Regions from separate parts of the Triticum aestivum genome. Here region 1 is linked to region 2. Evidence: chromatin contacts called from public Hi-C data. All regions are on one chromosome and are shown on one strand. Each heading gives the region's core, a stretch centred on a gene start, on an enhancer-like site or on the middle of the called end of the contact. The rest is flanking DNA. Distances are from core to core; before and after follow the strand shown.

Region 1 (5,007 bases), core at 169-2,668, 200 kb before region 2:
GCTCGAACTATACTACTATAGTATACAATTAGGATAAAATTATGCTGGGGAAGTCATTGGTTTCACTCATTTCTGAGTTTCTGTACAGAGAACTGAAACATAGATTTTTTTTAATGAATAGTAGGAGAAGAACCATCAGACTTCTTAGGGCAAAGAAACACATATGGAGAGATGGACGGCTATCAAGAGCTACAAATTAAAAAATACATAGTTATACATGCATACAAATGTTTTAGTTGTACATACCACATGCATATCATCACATACCTCATCGATCATGCTCAACGATCCCTTTTATGTATCAATATATGCCTACATAAGTATAAACCAAATCAAAAAAAAATCAACTTCTAATCTAATATCTGTTTGATCACGTGTTGACTTCATACTGTTGGAAAGTTGATGTACGTCGTTCTGAACACTGCATATACAGCAATGACGATTAACGATGTAGGCTGCTGTGAATCCATCTTTGACGCCCACAAAAGCCTGCAATACATGATGTAAACTGCGAACCCTAGAAACTGAGATTGGGAACACAACATATATATATATATATATATATATATATATACACTTATAACCTATATTTTTGTTTTTTTATACCAAATTTTACATATTGAATCAATATGCATGTAACTATTTATATCTAAACGTAATTTATTTAGGAAGCGACCGTAAGATTATCTTGGGTGAAGAATAACTTATTCTGCATCCTGGATGATGAATAGTAACACTATATATATATATATATATATATATATATATATATATATATATATATATATATATATATATATATATCAATGGCTACGAACACCGCCGACTGTCATGACTCCATCTTTGATGCCGACGAACGCATGATGTAAAAAGTGAACCCTAGGAACTGAGATTGGGAAAAGTACCGTTCAGATTGACTCCCTTGGGTGGTGGTGAAATTGAGGTAGCAAAGCAACCATGAATTACAGAGATCGAGGGAGGAGAGTCCAGAGGTGGCAATTGGATCAAAGTTGAAGGCAGGATGAAGGGGACGCGTGTGGAAAGAGGAGGAGGCTGCTGCTGCATGGAGACAGGGTTGTACATAAGGAGGATACCAGGAGGTTGGAGGTGTCGGCGTTACCTACGAGCATAGATCAAGCTACGGGCGGAGAAGCATATGTTGTTAGTAAAAAAGGATCCTGCGCTAGTCGTCATTGGGGAGGCATGCCGGTTGAACCTGGATTCAAGCAGAGGAGGGTATGACCAAATCTTTCCCTGGTTCCACGCCAGCCCAGGATGAGAGACGGGGTGGCAGAGGTCTCTTCATCCATCGTCGGGGTACCATGAATAGACCTGCATCGATTTTAACACTGATATTTTGTATTGATGGAGTGGAAGGAGATGAAACGTGAGAGATTGGGAGAGGGGAAGATGGCAAGGCCATGCTTACGTGAGAGGAGAGGATGGCCAGGCGTTTTGGGGAGGATAAGATGGAGAGACGTGAGACCTTTTTTTAGAATAGAGACGTGAGAGATAAAGAGAGGAGGTTGTGTATACGTGAGAGGAGATAAAGGCTGTTTTTTTTAAGATATGGGATATAATAGATGGGTTAATCTATACGGTTGTGAGTACATGAAACCAAATATATATGGGTTAATCTACACCGTTATAATTTGGTCCCACCAGATAAACGGCTCCTAATTTCTAATTAACGTGGAAATTTTTAGGGAGTCTCTAATTAGTATAGGTAGGTATAGATTTGCTACACTTCCGAACAAGTATCCGTTTTACGACGGGGTTGTCCATCCTGAAGCCGTTTGTATCCAAGTACACTTTGTCTACTGTCGGCGACCTCCATGGCGGACACCACGCCTGACAAGTGTTCGGTCAAATGTCATTGAGCGTATTTTCAAATATTATGTCGCTTTTTAGAGTACTCCCTCCTGTCCTTTTTAGTTCACATATAAGATTTGTCTGAAGTCAAACCTCGTAAACTTTGACCAAGTTTATAGAAAAAATTATCAACGTACAAAATGTGAAATTAACAACATTATATGCGTCATGACTTTAGTTCTCGTATTATATAAATTTAGCATTGTACTCCCTCCGTTCCAAAATAGATGACTCAACTTTGTACTAACTTAGTTAGTGCAAAGTTGAGTTAGTACAAAGTTGAGTCATCTCTTTTGGAACGGAGGGAGTAGATGTTAATATTTTTTCATATAAATATGGTCAAACTTTACGAAGTTTGACTTTAGACAATTCTTATATGCAGAGTAGAAAGGACCGGAGGGAGTACGAAGGATGGTGAGGTACTCAACCGTGAAGGATGAGTTATTGTGTGATGCGTGGTTGGCCGTATCCGCGGATTTCGTAGGCAGGAGCGGAGGGGAGACCTTCTGGCAGCAAGTGCATGAAAAGTTTCATGCATGAAAGCACATTGCGCCCTACAACATGTACATAATTCAACAACGCAACATGATGTCGTTATCATATCGCTGCTACACTATCCAGACCAGCGGCACCAAGTATTGCGACGTGGTTTGTCAGCTCGAGGCAAAGTGGCCATTGCACGCGGCAGAGGACGAGATCGTAAGTTTTACTTCCTCTTGCTCAACTGGTTGATTGATTCATTCACTCAGTGTTGGTCTACACATTCTATGTAGCTTGCATGCGCTGTCGTGGTATATCACAGGACAGGGGGACGGCCATTTACGTGACCACACATTTCGATGAAGCTGAAGGGGGAGTATGTGTGGAACATGATCTGTTGATGAAAAAGTTGTTGGACATCTGAAATCTAGTCGAATTTGAGACATTGTTGTACTAGACTTAATTTTCATGCTATGTATGGATGATTTGTGCTATTTTCTATCCGAACTTTGATGAATACCAGTCGGTTTGCATGAATTTCGTCGGGTTAGCTAAAATGCGGGTTGAAATGTATGTGGGCAGCGTTGGATGGCGGCCTCCTGGGACCAGTCCGCGGACGGATGCGGGAGAAAATTTGCAAGTTGCTGTTGGATGCCCTTATGTTCCATGGTTGTATGCTTAGAAAAGTTAGATATGCATATGCACTGATGTGGCATGTCTGCATACTTAGTAAACTTACTGAAAGGATCGATATAGTTGACTAGGGGGGGGGGGGGGGGGTGAATAGGCAACTAACAATTTTTAGCTTTTCTTTACCAAATTAAACTTTGCATCAAAGTAGGTTGTTTAGATATGCAACTATGTGAGCAACCTATATGATGCAACAACAACAAGCACACAAGCAAGCAAAGGATATAACACAATATAGCTTGCACAAGTAAAGGTGAGAGATAACCAAAAGTGGAACAGATGGAGATGAGGATGTGTTACCGAAGTTCCTTCCCTTTGAGGGGAAGTACGTCTCTGTTGGAGCGGTGTGGAGGCACAATTCTCCCCAAGAAGCCACTAAGGCCACCGTATTCTCCTCACGCCCTCACACAATGCGAGATGCTGTGATTCCACTATTGGTGCCCTTGGAGGCGGCGACCGAACCTTTACAAACAAGGTTGGGGCAATCGCCACAACTTAATTGGAGGCTTCCAACGACACCACGAAGCTTCACCGCAATGGACTACGGCTCCGCGGTGACCTCAACCGTCTAGGGTGCTCAAACACCCAAGAGTAACCAGATCCACAAGGGATTATTGGGGGGAATCAAATCTCTTGGTGGAAGTGAAGATCGAGGCCTTCTAACCAATCCCTAGAGAATCAACAAGTTTGATTGGCTAGGGAGAGAACAGGCGAAAATGGAGCTTAGAGCATCAATGGAGCTTAGGGATGGAAGAGGTGGTCAACTCGGAGAAGAAGACTCCCCTTTTATAGTGAAGGGACCAATCCAACCATTATCCACTTAACCAGCCCGCGACATGCGGTACTACCGCACCAGACAAGCGGTACTGCCGCAAGCCGTTGCGGTACTACCGCTAGGAGGTGTGGTACTACCGCACCCACGACAGATACAAGAAGAAGCCCTTTTGCGTTGATGCTATGAGCGGTAGAACCGTCGGAGCGGTACTACCGTGCGCCCTTGCGGTACTACCGCAAGGCAGGGTTCGACTGGGCTGGGAAGGCACGGATGACTAAAATTACATCCGTGACTACTTCCGCTGAGTTTAGATCGGTGCAAAAACCCGACACGGTACTACCGCATCCAGGGAGCGATACTACCGCATAGGGCGCGGATGTAAAAAATTACATCCGCCCCTACTTCCGCGCGAGTAGCAGTGCTAGACCAGAAGTCGCGGTACTACCGCGTCCTAGGAGCGGTACTACCGCAAGGTGGTGCGGTACTACCGCATCCTCGGACAGTACTACCGTGAGCCTCTGCGGTACTACTGCTCCCTTGAGCAGTACTACCGCATGCCACAACACACTACCACTTGGATTCGTTTATTTTGCAAAGACACGGATAACAGATCGGTGCTCCAAAGAGGAAAGGGAAAGGTGGTGCAAAGGAACAGACGCGTACGTGATGATTTCACCCTAACCTTTCCAAAGCGGACCCCTCTTAATAGTACGGCTTTCCTATGACTCAAATCCACCAAAAGGAAACGTAGAGAAACGCCGTCTTCACTAGGCTCCGAGGGGCATCGAATCGTCTTGTGGCAACACATGAGATATCTGAAATGCTCAATGCACACGATTAGTCCGCAAAAGCATTGTCTCAATCACCAAAACCACCTAGGGTGAAATATGCCCTTACAATCTCCCCCTTTTTGGTGGATTGATGACAATACGGGATTTGCTCATAAGAGTACACAAATGAATATAAGCGATCCCAACTTCTACAAAATATAGACAGGCTCCCCTAGATGTGTGCCCTCTAAGTAAATGCTTTGGACTGCATGACACACATACTAGGATCAACGCCCCCTATATTGTATAGACGAGGCATACCTTGCGACAGTATAGTTAACACTAAGCATGGAGGCAAGGCAATGATAATGAGCATAAAGTAAAGGGCACAAGATAGCTTAGGGCTCACGAACTACTAAG
Region 2 (5,094 bases), core at 913-3,412:
ATAGAAAAGTTCAAAAAGTTCCAATTTTTTGTTGTGGTGCAAGATGCTCCTGTGCGTGAACTCCGTGCAAAGTTTGGACATTCGAGGAGCTCGTGGCAAAAAAGACAAATTTCGGATGTCTGAGAAACTTTTGAAAATCTCACTGTTCACGCCTGATTTTTGTCTTTTTTGCCACGAGCTTCTCGAATGTCCAAACTTCACAAAAATTTGCACGAAGTTCACGCACAGAAGCATCTTGCACCACAACAAAAAATTGGAATTTTTGAACTTTTTTCTATTTCAAATCGAGGTACTGTTCACCAGGCTCATCTGAGCCCGGGCTCTAGGTTGAATTATCGATCCGTAATGTCTTTTCATCTGTGAAAAGTGTACAAATATATCCTTGGAAATGAATTCACCAGGCACTGAGTATTCTATTGGACAGGCTAGTTATCCCTCTTTAAATACCTGGTCAGTGACTACCCAGTTTTTCTTCCCATCAGGCCTTTCGACAACAGCGAGCAAGGATCTCTCAGAATCTTTGTGAAATTCAAGCAGCAATCCTTTTTGTATTGTTCTCTTCTCTATCTTACTATCCGACAGTTCCTTTGTACCCTGCAATCCTATCCTGAAGAACAAGACAGAATCCTAACTGTAAGCTTCATTGCTGTCTTTTTTTAAACCAGCATATATTAATCATGGACGTAAGTAATCACAATCATGTTTGATCGACTCCAATACACAGGAGGGAGCCGACCCAATACAGTACACCCACAACCTCTGTCTCTCTTAAAGGACTGGGCAAGACTATCTGAAGCCCAGTAGTAAGCTTCATTGCATTGACCTACGCAATTATCATCACAACAACAAAGCCTTTTGTCCCAAGCAAGTTGTGGTAGGCTAGAGATGAAACCCAACATAAACCTGTGAGAACCTAAAATTAAAAGGTGCGTGCAAATTCCTTGGCTTCATCAAGCCTACAGTGATTTCCCGCTCGGTCGCTGCGGCGCGAGATGGGAACTGTTGGGTCAGAGACCTGCGTGGCCGCCTTGCTGTTCAGGCGGTGCTGCAGTCCACTGACCTCTGGTAGGCGACGTGCCATGAGCTGTGGAAGATTATGTTTTTTGTGTGGCTTTCCTGATGAACCGCAGCTGGACGTCTGATCGTCCGTCTAGCTAGGAGGGGGCTCCATCACCAGTGAGTGTGCCCATTGTGCTCTCAAGACTGGCCGTGCATCTATGTCAGAGAAATTTGGTTCCTGTCCCTGCAATGGCTCGGGTTCCAACACCTCGCCCTTGGCCCTGACGTGACGATTCTCGAGCAGTGGATTGGTGCCAAACAACGCTGTCTCAACTACACTCGGGAAGGGCTGCATTTTGGTGAACCTGTGCACCCTCCATTCTGTCTGGCGCTAAAGGAACAGGTGTGTGGGTTCAAGAACAAGGCCCTTCCAGCTTAATCGTGGGCAAGATTAAGGATCAGTGCCGCTAGTGGAAGATTGTAGGTGGAGCCGTGGAGGTAATCTAGCAAGTGTGATCCTGTAGTGTGCGTCTGGTGGGGATGGGTTGATGCGCAATCGTGTCTGTGTTGTCATGTAATGCTCTTGTCAATGGTGATGGTGTACATTCTACAATTTTCTCATTCCACAATTCGATGAAAAAGGGAACCTCCACATTGTCTATGTGAATTTAGCTAAAGTCCTTGTGCCATTTCCAACAGACAGCGTGACAGTGCATTTCCCACATGAAATGGCTTTGGAGACCACTACACTGTCCTACTACAATTCCACGACTAAATCTCCTCATGTGATGCACCCGGACCCGCTGGGAGAGGAGACAGCTGAGCTCTTACAATGCGAAAGGGGGCATTACCTTGCGGAGACCCGGACCCGCCTGCGGGACCGGAGCTCCTGGAGGACGGAGTCGACGAGGCGGCCCCGGCATGCGGCAGTGGCGCCGAACGCGGAGCGGCCCGCGGGGGCCAGGCGGGTGGCGCGGCCGAGCGGGCGGAGGCGGAAGAAGGCCAGCGCCGCCGAGGAGCACCCGCTCGCCGCCCTTGCCGCCATGGGCGACGGCCGCATCTGCGCGCGCGCCCGCGGTCGAGGGAGTGGGGAGGGGTGCCGCCGGTGAGCCTTGCTCGCCGCTGCTCCGGCCGGGGGTTTTGGCGATAAGGGAGGAGAGCGGTTCCGCACGCGAGTGGAGGGAGAGGAAGGCGAGGGCGAGGCTGCTGCTGTGGCGGACTGGGCCTGGGCCTCTCGCACTGGGGATGCATGGGCCGGCACTGGTTAGTGGGTGATGATTTCGAGTGCAGCGCACCGAATCAGCCCGGGCCGTCGAGGCTGGCGATCAAGGCCGAGAATAACCAACTTGAAACTTTTGTTGTAGAGGGAACACCACAGATCCGTCGTAGTCTAGGTGGTTAGGATACTCGGCTCTCACCCGAGAGACCCGGGTTCAAGTCCCGGCGACGGAACTTTTTGGCTTTTTTGCGTCCCTGTTTGCTTCCTGTCTCTGAAATTGTACGTCATTGCAAACTTAACGATCGATTAATGAATTATACAAGGGGGAAGACACCGAATATTCGTTTCTGAGCTCGAGCTCAGCTGCTCCTGAAATCATTCCCGTTCGCCCGCATGTGGATCTATGCTCGTACTGGTATTTTTTGTCGTATATGTAAGTATCGATCTAAAAATGACCCAGCCCTGTCCGCATTGATTGCTACGGCAGCCGGCATTATATGTGCGGACCAGGTGGTTCTCGCCGGCTCGGGCATTTTCCTGGTCCTCCCTGAGCCGTGCCTGTGACCCGGTATCCGTGACGGCCACCTGCCCCAGCCCTCGATAATTGCATCCCCACCCGTGCCCCCCCTCACAATCAACACAGCCCCATAGAAATCCCCATCGCCGCCGCTCCCTCCCACCTTGTTCGTTTGCCGCCATGTCTGTGGCGTCTTCCTTCTCTCTGACCGTCCCAGCTGACTTCCTGCTCCCTCTCAACCCGTATCCTTTTTGCGGCGACGAGATCGCGACGCGACGAACGTCGCAAGGACGGGAGACAAGGCGGGTCATCGGTTCTACAAGTGTAGAAAATACGATGTAAGCAGATCTGAAATTTCTTGTTCTTGTTCTTGTTTCAGAGCTGAGTTCGCAGATCCACACGAATACGCTTCGGCTTGCCCGTGCTTAGGAGCAAGTCGACATCACCAAGCCCTGTAGATGGTCCATCATGCCAACCAACCCCGTGTGCAGATAGTCCCCCTCCCATCCAGGCGCATATCCAGTCTTTGCCACCGATGCAGACCGTGCTGGTCAATCAAGTCCTCAAGCCACCGTTGCATCCCGTTCCCAAATGCTTGTAGTTGTCGCTCTGCTGCTTGCAGCTGCCAATCTCATGCTTACCGTGCTTGTATTATAGTCGCCATGTACTTTGGCTCGGTAATTAATATGTTCAGAGCTGTTTACTGAGCCGGGAACGGCCGCAAGGCGTCAACCATGTCAGGGTGGCTCCCTGGTACCTCAAGCCTGTTTCACATAATATTAGTACTGTTAGAACTTAATTGGTAGCTTCATATGTAATGGTGGTAACTATGTTAAGTATGCTTGTTACTGGCTGTCATTGAAATTAATTCTGTGTAATGAAATTTCTTATTGTTATATGCATCACTATGCTATTACACAATTTGTTATATAAGAACTGTCCCTTATATAAGTCTTTGTTGATCAGTTCGATACAAATTCTGCCCTGGCCGACCATTATGGGGTTGCACATAGACTGAAGTAGCAAATGTATTATAGAATATAGATTACTAGTATTATTTTTCATTTCAGTTCGTTAACTCAAATATTTCATTATTATTTTTCCTCACCAGTGATACAGAGACATTGATATTTGAAAGGTGCATAAGCTTCCACACCAACAGTCGATGGGAACAACCAGAATCATGCACTGATGTCTCAAAACATTTTCTGCATTTGAAAGTAGATGGGAGCATGTAACCAGTTACTTTGTTGGCATTTAACAAATCGAAGAAGATATGCACCAGGTTTTTCAGGTTAATTTTCTGCAGTCATGCATATCAAGTTGTTCCATTCGGAATGCAAATCTTTTTCTGCAAGGATGGCATGTTGTGAACAACAACCTTTTGTATCTACAACAAAACTTTGCTACCTGCACTAACTTTGCAACAGTTGGATAATTTTCTCTGGATTTATTTCTTTGTCAATGCGCCGCACCAGCGACTACCACTTCGGCGATGACTGTCGTTTTCTCCATCACTTCCCCACCATGGACATGATCAGGCTATTTACGAAAAAAGATGAACAACTGGACCTAGGCGCTGAGGGGAGCTCAGGAAGCCAATGTGTCTTGGGAGCAGCTTCAAGACCAGGCTATGCATGAGCTTTGTCGTCGGGGGTGCCACTTGGCCGATGGCAAAGTTGAGCTGCGCATGCCAGACGCATCTTCAGAAGTCCAAGATCAAGTAGTTTTCATGGTATTTGTGATGATTGTGTGTCTGTTGTTTTGCAGAAATGCCTAAATAGAAACTTATCTTTTTTGTTGTAGTCCATTTTTTCGGTTCAATGAAGGCATGATAGGCAAGGCAACAAAAATGGATTGAACAGGAACTCATTGTATCTCTTAGTATGTTCCTCTAATTCTAATTGAACAGTACAATTCTTCAGGTAGCTGGACATCACCTCTTCCACTCCTATTTTACATGTAATAAATGCATTATCAGCTTCGGTGTTATTACATTCTCTTGGATAATGAGCAGGGTAAGTGTCAATCCAAGAGAGATAGTGCTGACAGACAGCAAGGTCCTCAAGTTCTGGGTTGAGGATGAGTGCAAGATTTTTGGGATCCCTTGCGGTCATCGCAAAATCAAAGGCAGGGATGCCAACATAAACCCTGAAGCAATTCAGTTCATAAAGGTTACACTTGAAATGAACAAGACAAGGGTTCACAGCTTGCGCGCAGCAGAAGAGTTCCTTTTGTGCGACATCAACGAGAATTCCAGCAAGCTTGAAAAAGATTGTTTCCAGATAGCCTTTGTTATATTTTATCATGGGCCATGTGCTTGCTCTGTTATATACCAGCTGTTATCGAACAGCCTTAT

Evidence for each region. Hi-C and Micro-C count contacts between places; a contact is called where the count stands out from the background.
Region 1: a Hi-C map of leaf shows a contact between it and region 2, with 2.5 times the contacts expected there. The contact joins the promoter of LOC123180146 here to the promoter of LOC123180145 in region 2. A contact is called at or near these places in 2 of 5 Hi-C or Micro-C datasets (both in leaf).

Annotation. Positions count from the first base shown.
Region 1 is chr1D:40,221,725-40,226,731 of IWGSC CS RefSeq v2.1, reverse strand. It overlaps LOC123180146 (protein Rf1, mitochondrial), which reads right to left and starts at 1,418. Exons shown (of 7, transcript XM_044592117.1): 1 at 906-1,418; 2 at 390-489; 3 at 268-312.
Region 2 is chr1D:40,021,696-40,026,789 of IWGSC CS RefSeq v2.1, reverse strand. LOC123180145 (ribonuclease II, chloroplastic/mitochondrial) reads right to left here and starts at 2,162. Exons shown (of 14, transcript XM_044592114.1): 1 at 1,851-2,162; 2 at 448-607. The coding sequence starts at 2,059. TRNAE-CUC (transfer RNA glutamic acid (anticodon CUC)) reads left to right here and starts at 2,379; the gene lies at 2,379-2,451. It overlaps LOC123180144 (a long non-coding RNA gene), which reads left to right and starts at 2,761. Exons shown (of 3, transcript XR_006490729.1): 1 at 2,761-3,073; 2 at 3,847-4,660; 3 at 4,753-5,094.